Regions from separate parts of the Mus musculus genome. Here region 2 is linked to region 1. The links are chromatin contacts, called in public Hi-C maps. All regions are on one chromosome and are shown on one strand. Each heading gives the region's core, a stretch centred on a gene start, on an enhancer-like site or on the middle of the called end of the contact. The rest is flanking DNA. Distances are from core to core; before and after follow the strand shown. Region 1 has its middle 20 kb from the start of Ly6m. Region 2 overlaps Top1mt (DNA topoisomerase 1, mitochondrial).

Region 1 (3,879 bases), core at 1,129-3,628:
TTTACATTTCCAATGCTATACCAAAAGTCCCCCTTACCCACCCACCCCCACTCCCCTACCCACCCACTCCCCCCCTTTGGCCCTGGCGTTCCCCTGTACCGGGGCACACAAAGTCTGCGTGTCCAATGGGCCTCTCTTTCCAGTGATGGCCGACTAGGCCATCTTTTGATACATATGCAGCTAGAGTCAAGAGCTCAGGGGTACTGGTTAGTTCATAATGTTGTTCCACCTATAGGGTTGAAGATCCCTTTAGCTCCTTGGGTACTTTCTCTAGCTCCTCCATTGGGAGCCCTGTGATCCATCCATTAGCTGACTGTGAGCATCCACTTCTGTGTTTGATGGGTTGGTCTAGATTTTAGTCTTGAATCGAGCCTTGGCTATGTGCCTTGACCTACTCTGTACACAGGTATGATAAAGAGTATCCATGGAGATTTACTTTCAGTTCTAATGTGTCGACATCTCAGAATAAGTCCCAACAAGTCATTGGCTCTCTGAAAGAGAGATGCACGGTAGACCATTAGTGAATGTGGAAGTTCTGGAAGATGCTGTGATGGAGTCTGGCATTGATGAGTAAGTATCCCGGGTTGCTGGGACACCCAGGCAGGGCAGCATCCAAGCATCCAAGACAGAGTTCTGTTTGCAGAGTATCCCACTCTGCCACAGAGAAAATGGGCACATCAAGAGCCTAGTGGTACAGGTAGAATCAGAGAGAGCATGGGTTACGGTAGGCCTGGGGCCCAGTACTTGCCCTGCCATTTATTACTTGGGTACCACTAACAAAAGATCACCCGCTTCCCAGCAGCCACTGGCACACTTCAAAACTGAAGGTAGACCATCACTGCTGTTTCACAGGCTTGGGACAAATAGTCAATTATATAAGCATGCCAGGCTCCTTACAGTGCTCAGAACACAACAGATGCTTCACACACACACACATACACCCAAAGAAAGATCTACCCGCCTAGGCTAAGCAGAACAAACCAGGAGACTGCCCTGCCCGCCGCTGCCTCTGATCATCAGGGTCCATGCTTCTATGTCTTTTCTGCCAGGAGCTGCCATCCCATGCCCCTCACTTCCTTCTTTACCCACCTGCTTCCACTCTCTCTGGTAATTTCAATAACATGAGCTCATTCTGCAGCCTCCAGGAGAACAGCTTCAAGGAGACTCATTTCTACCTTCAAAGATGGACCCTGGAGTGTCTTGCAGCCTAGGAAGTGCCCAGCCTAGAAAGAAGAGCGAGGTTACCAGCACTATGGTCCTACTATGCTTAAGGTTGTCACAAAGGTCTGCCTAGGGCTGTACTGGAAAATAGAAAGTTGTGTCTCAGTACTGCTGTTTTAGTAGGAGTGGCCAGTAGCTCTGGGGTTGGGGACTGAGGTGCCATGGGACATTACTGGGAGGCTCTCTAGCCAGCAAAGAAGTGGCCAGAACAAAGATCCACATGAACTAGACAGAGGGTCTAGAACACTGGATTGACCTTTCTAGTTAGGCCAGTCCAAGATGGACATTCCACAAATACCCATCAAACAACTGGTTGCATAATATGCATCCATTCAATACATGAACACAACCCCCACTTTTTTTTTTAAAAAAAGTGAGAAACCAGTGATGTATTTATAATTCCATCCTTAGGCTAAATCAAGAGGATCACAAGCTTAGCCGCAGTTACATAAAAAGATTGTTTTTTTTAAAGAAAGTCAAGTGTCTATAAACTACACACAGACCTCCTGTCCTTTGTGATAACCCAGGCTTTCCTCTTCTACTCCAGGAAGTTTTAGCACAAATACTTCTTCTCCGTGTGCACATTTTTTTCAGGTTTGTTGTGTTTGTTTGTTTGTTTGTTTGTTTGTGACGGAGTCTCACATAGCCAAGGCTGGTCTCAAACTCCCTAAGTTACCAAGGATAACCTTGAACTGATCTTCCTGCCTCTACATCCCAAATGCTGCGATTATGGGTATGCTGCATCAGACTGTTTCATCGGATGCTGGAGATTGGACCTATGTCTTTATTCATGCTGCCAACTGGGCTATATGCCCAGCTCTTTGTCCACATTTTAAAACCTTTTTTAAAAAAATTTTTATTTTATATATATGAGTTTTTTCCCTTCATGTATGTCTGTGTACCCTGTGTGTGCCTGATGGCTGAGCAGGCCACCAGAGAATGTCAGATCCCCTGGGACTGGAGTTACAGGCATTGTGAGCTGCTATGTGGATAGTGGGAATTAAAATCAGATCCCCTGGAAGAGCAGCCAGTGCTCTAACCACTGAGAAACCTCTCCAGCCCACTTGTCCATGTTCACACAAGCATTTCTCCTGTGGCATAATAACCTCTCGACATCACTGTAACAGCTGCAAACAGCCTGGAGGCCAGACTGCGTTGCTTAGCAACGCCTTTACTCTCTGGATCACTTGATCTGTTTATCTGAAGCAGAAACAGTCAAGCACCTCCTGATTGGTCCCACAAAATACCAACCCATTTGCTCGCTCCACTGTTTTCTGTCCATTTATCATCCATCCCTATGCCGCTCTCTACACAGATCTTGGGTTTGGATATGGCTATTCCTACTTGTTCTCACTTGTTGGCCTTGGCTGTTTTTGTTTTAAGAAAGTATTTTCCCTGAGGTTGTAGCTTAGTGAGGCAGCAACATGCCTAGAGCACGTCACCTTGTCGCAGGATTTTCCCTGTCCAATTACATTAGTGCAGAGGAGGCCTGTAGTTGGACAGGGAAATGGGGAGGTAGAGCTAAGAGAGAGAAAGAGAGAGAGATACAGAGAAAGAGAGACAGAGAGAGACACAGAGAGAGCATCTCAGAGCAGGGAAAGAAGAACTGTGGTTGTGGACGTGGATGTGGACGTGAACCCCCATGGTGATTACCAGCCACAAGTAGCTATGATTTCACAAGGTTAGAAATATTGGGATAAAGCTTTTATCATTATCAGTTGCCTCTGACATTATTGTATTGGCACCTTGTAAATTGTGATATTATTGATATATAAATCCAATTGGTTAGCTTTAAGCTTAAGAGTCTTGATTTTACCAGGTTACTGGGTATTGTGTTATCAAACCTCAAGGATGGCAGATCTATTTGGTTACTGGAGTGTGGGACCGCTTGTTACAGGAGATTATAGCAGAGATGGAACTAGTAGCTCCCGGGAAAAGTGAGCCAGATGCTGTGGGGGCTAGCTCCAAAGAGTTGGCGGCGGTGGCAGGAGCCCAAGAGTGTGGTTGGACCATGTAGAGAGCTGGCAGGTTCATTTTTTAATATTTCCTGTGTTTGAGTCCTACCCCTTTAGCCACTCTGGAGAAAGAGATTTGACCTTTTCTGTTTGACCTTCCTGCTTTCTAAATCACACATGTCCTTTAACTCTCAAGGCTGTGGTGTTTGCTGAATCTCTCCGTTTACAACAGACCCTCTTTGTAGAATGGGACCTGTGGGCTTCTCTGAGTTAGGGTAAGTATGAGACCCTCAAACTCTGACCTCTGTTTCTAAGAAAACTTTGGTTTCCGCTCATCAGAGCTCTTCAGACCCACGTACCTCACCCCCATCCCCTGCCTCAGCCCTAATTCTGGTCATGGATTTGAATTCAGTGGGGGAAGGTACAATGTCAAAGACACAGGAAAAGATCAGAGATGAAGAGATGGCAGGGAGGAAAGACAGGAAGCCTTGGGCACTCAGGGGAAGGGGCAAGAACAGGACAGGACATGGAGAAAAGCCTCTACAGATGGAGAACCTGAAACAAGGCCCTTGGGTCCTTGGCCCAGAGCCCTGTCAAGCCCACTTCTGTCCTCCCGGTAGGGTATATGGTATGACTATATGCATGTGTGAGCAAGCCTGTGTTCCATCTTTACCACCACAAAGATGGCTGTGGGCCTAGCTTA
Region 2 (4,277 bases), core at 1,627-4,126, 760 kb after region 1:
GACCATTCTCAAAAACCAGGAGTGCCGAGGGACTAAAAGGAACCCCTAAACACAGCTTCTTACTCACTTCCTTTTGCTCACTCTAGACTGCCTTTCTTCCTTCCTTTCTTCCTTTTTTGAAGCCAAGGTCTCGTTACACTGTCTCTGGCCTGTTTCTGGACTCAGGCAATTCTCCACCTCAGCCTCTTGACACAGACAGGGGCTGCCACACCCATCAAAGAACATAAACGTAAAACATAAGAGGTCTTGAGAATGGGAGGATAGCCCAACTAAAGACAAAGTGGAGGAGTGCAGTGTGTACCAGGCCTTCGGAGAAGCCAAGCCTACATTGCTCTGGTCTCCTCCCTGGGGCTTGGGCCCTGGGCCCTGCATTGATGCCTTTACCTCCTGTATCCCATGGTTCCTTTTTCTTACTGTCCAAGCACAGTAAGGCCTGTTGGGGGGGGGGGGGGGGGGAGGGATGTGGAAGAACTGGATCCTGCTGGCTGAGTGCACCCTAGGCATGGAGGGTCACCCACACCCACACTTTCCTGGGGTCCTCTGGGCTTGTCATGGGGCTTGCATGGGAAGCCAGAACTTCACTTAAATTCCTGCAGTGGGGTACATAACTGGAGCAAAGCAGCAGCCAGGGCAGGCACGCCCAGGCAACAGTGCCCGAAAAGACTGTGACCCCAGAGGACACAGAAACTCAAGGAGCAGAACAAGACCTGGAAGAATACAAGGCTGCTAAACCAAGGCAGAAAGACATGAATCAGAGGCTATAGATGGCTGGAGGTATGTTCCGTGGTAACGTGTATGCATGGCTGGAGGTATGTTCCATGGTAACGTGTGTGCTTGCCATATTTGAGTCCTGGATTCCATCTTAAGCTTGGCTGAGGCAGGAAGTGAAAACTACCACTGGAAACTGTGCTAAGGACATCTGTAACCTTGTGTCGAGCTCAGGTATATGGTGATGGGTCCCAGCCACCCCAGCCTCCAGCCCCCCACCCCCTCCACCCCTGCTCTCTCCTCAAACAGAAACCTCACTCAGGGGGCTGGAAGCAGCTGGTGGGAGACTCAGGCCATGCTCAGGGTGTTTCCAAGGTCAGTCAGTGTTGTTGGGGCCTTTGTTCTAGGTCACAGTGACAAACACCTTCCCCCGACATTTTATTCTAGAAAAACCACAATACTGCTTCACAGTGAGAAAGAACATTTCAGCGGCAAAGAGGCTGCTTAGAATTCAAAGTCTTCACCTGCCTGGTTGAAGGCCCAGGCAAACCTCTCTCTCTGGGTCTTGTTGTAGATCTTCTCCACAGGCACTCCAAATCTCTTACACCTGGAGGTAACAACATCAGTTCTGAGTCCTGCCCTGCGGCCAAGGTGTGGAAAGAGGTAGTGGCCTCCGCACATCTGGGTGACCAAGATACCCAGTGCCACCTAGACCTGCTCTCCGGGGCATCACAACCCAATTGTATTCCTTCCCCACGTATCATGACATCCCTGGTATGGCCTAGCTAGCCACTGAGCAAGGCCCAACCCCCAGTGGGCAGACCAAGCACTCATGTGATTTAGTGCTCGCAGGGTCCTGGCAGTCCCAACCACCCCAAAGCTCAGAGGAAAGAGGTCTAAAGACAGGACTTGGACTCAGGAACAGAGTCATCAGGGCCATCCAGTTAGGTGGTCCCTGTCACAAGAAGTTGTGCCTAGCACAGGGCCAGATACAGGGCGGGGCACCTATGGGACTGTGCTGGGGCCTCCTAAAGCCCTCAGGTCACACACGGGGACAGTGGCCCCAGATCACACACCAGGCGATGCTGATCCTGGGGTCCAGATAGTTGAGCTTGGCGGTGCCCAGGGCCACCTGCTTATTCTCCTCCTTGTCTGTGGCCTTCGCGCACAATCGGGCCAGCTGTTCTTCCAGCTTTAACAATCGTCGCTGCTTCTGAAGGAAACTGTTGGAAGAGGGGATCCCTGTACCGGCTGCCGAGAGCAGACCCGCGTCACCACCACCTCCTCTGCCCCACCTTCACGTCCCTCCTGCAAATGGCCTCGTTAGCCTTCTCCAGGCATAAAGGGAGAGAAGTCCAGAGGGGTCAAAGCTGAGGCCAACCCGCACCACACCCAGGGAGGCTGCTGGCTCCATGGATGGAGGGAACCGTGCAATGCCAACAAGGGGGCGGGCAAGGCTAAGAACAGGCACAGGAACAGATGCCTCTATGACTCGAGAAGCTGTCCAGCCCTTATTCCTGTCTTCTTAAAGAAATTAATGGGGCTAGAGAGTTAGCTCAGCAGTTAAGAGCACTGGCTGCTCTTCCAGACAACCTGAGTTCAATGTCTAGCACCCACATGGCAATTCAGAACCGTCTGTAACTCCAGTATCAGGGGATTCAATGCCCTCCTTTGGCCTCCTCGGGCACCAGGCACATGCATGGTGCACAGACATACAAGCAGGTAAAAGACCCATAGAAATAAAATGATAAATAGATTTTTAAAAAAAGACTCATTAAAGAAAATACATTTTAAAACGAGGTCCCCCTTCCACCCTTCTCCTTACCCGCCCATGGCAACCTGCTACTGATCCCGCCACCACGTGGTACTCTGATCCCAACCCTAGGGACCAGTGCTGCAGACACAAATGTGGAAGAGTGGACAGGCATGGGAATGAGCTGCAAAAGGCTGGGCAGCAGGAGCCACAGCAGCCACCTGCTCAGTGACAGCCACGCTCCAGCAATGGCAGAGTCGCTGTCAAGAGCACAAGCAGAAAGGCCAGGAGGCCAAGTGTGACCCGTGGGCCACCGTATGCAGGGAAGGAGGCAGGAAGGAGCCTCGTGCCCCGCAGAGCACTTCAGGCGACACATGGGACATTTCGTAGCAGCTGTGCTGTGACAGCTGCACGCCTCACTGAATGCCCCCTGGACTAACTGACATCTGCAGCACGCCACTGTGAGAAGGCAGAGCTCCGCACCTCAGGAAGCTTGTCACAAGGAGAAAACTTCAGCCCTTAGGAACTATAGTCAGTCGGTCAGAAATGCTCAAGGACATTCCAGAAGCACAAAGGAGTGGGGGTGTCATGGACAGCTGGACACAAAGCCTTATCACCGACTGTTCCCGAAAAACAACAGAACTCACTGACTCAAGAAGGAATACGAAACCTAGACAGATCGATGTCAAGCAGAGTCCAAACTGATCACTAAAAGCTGCTCCCAAAGCAAAGCCCCCGTAAGGGCACCGCGGAGCCCTCCACCAAATGCCTACAGAGCCACCAGCACCAGGTCTCCAATAGAGGAGGGAAACACGTCCCAACTCATTTTCTGGAGCCAGCATTACTCTGATCAAACCAGACAAAGGCATCCCACCCTCTGGAAACAGAAGAGAAGCTGCAAAGGAACGGAAGCCCAATTCTGCATGAGATAAAGGGCAGAGATCACAGCCATGGGCATGCAACTGGAACAGGCGGACAAACCCCACCGTCATCTCAGAAAGGACACCTGACAGTCCCCAGCACCCATCATGGTCACACGTGTGCACACACAACCCTGCAAATCCCGGGAGAAGTATCCATGCAAGCACACAGTGACCACCATGCTGACGACTGAGACCAAAAGCTCTGTCTCTCAGGTTGGATGCAAGACACAGTGACACCACAGACTGTTAACGCTGCTCTGGTCTAGCCAAGTCAAAAAAAGGAAGCGGAAGATCCCCATGCCAAACAAGAATAACTGAGCAACTCCATGTGCACGGGTGGTGTGACTATCCACCTGCACACACTGTGGCAGAAGCAACCATTGAGAGCAGGAAACGAGGCCAACAGACCACCAGCAGCTGCATTGCCGTAAGTTAGGTGGTCACCCAGGGTGGGGCAAGTCACCAGAGCTAGGCTTGGCTAGCTACCCACAGGACAGCCCACAGGACAGGCTGGCCTATGGGTGGTGCCTGGAATTAGTATTTCACGAGGGTTCCTGCTATTCTTGCTCATTAGGCTCAATATGTTCCACAGACAGACAACATAGTTCATGCTGAGCCTGGATTTCCTTCTTAAAGTCTGGGTCTTGGCTCATGGGAAAGGGCTCAGAAACTTTCCAGATAGACGGGTGTCTTGCATATGTGGTCCCTCGAATGTCATCCCGTTTGTGGTGCCAAGAATAAAGGGAGCAAATCAAGAAGGAGCCTGAGTACACAGATGTTTTCTTCCCTTGTGAAAATTTCCCTTCACTGATCCTGCCTCCTTTGCTGCATGCTCAGCTCCCAGCATATGCTACACCCTCGGGCATCAACCCAGATGTGCCCCTGGGGATACA

The links. Hi-C and Micro-C count contacts between places; a contact is called where the count stands out from the background.
Region 2: a contact with region 1 is called in a Hi-C map of B cells, with 2.5 times the contacts expected there. The contact joins two enhancer-like sites. A contact is called at or near these places in 2 of 39 promoter capture datasets (3T3-L1-derived adipocytes and pre-B cells), 1 of 484 Hi-C or Micro-C datasets (B cells), 1 of 115 datasets of contacts at active chromatin or transcription factors (large pre-B cells) and 1 of 9 other capture datasets (embryonic stem cells).

What each region holds. Positions count from the first base shown.
Region 1 is chr15:74,900,028-74,903,906 of GRCm38.p6, forward strand. No RefSeq gene overlaps it. Among named protein-coding and RNA genes, the nearest start is that of Ly6m, 20 kb to the left of the region's middle. Within about 2 kb of position 2,379, at least 63 of the 459 cell types and tissues checked have an H3K27ac peak or open chromatin away from gene starts, as enhancers often do.
Region 2 is chr15:75,655,900-75,660,176 of GRCm38.p6, forward strand. It overlaps Top1mt (DNA topoisomerase 1, mitochondrial), which reads right to left. Exons shown (of 14, transcript NM_028404.3): 13 at 1,785-1,931; 14 at 1,134-1,315. The coding sequence ends at 1,213. Among named protein-coding and RNA genes, the nearest start is that of Top1mt, 21 kb to the right of the region's middle. Within about 2 kb of position 2,877, at least 22 of the 459 cell types and tissues checked have an H3K27ac peak or open chromatin away from gene starts, as enhancers often do.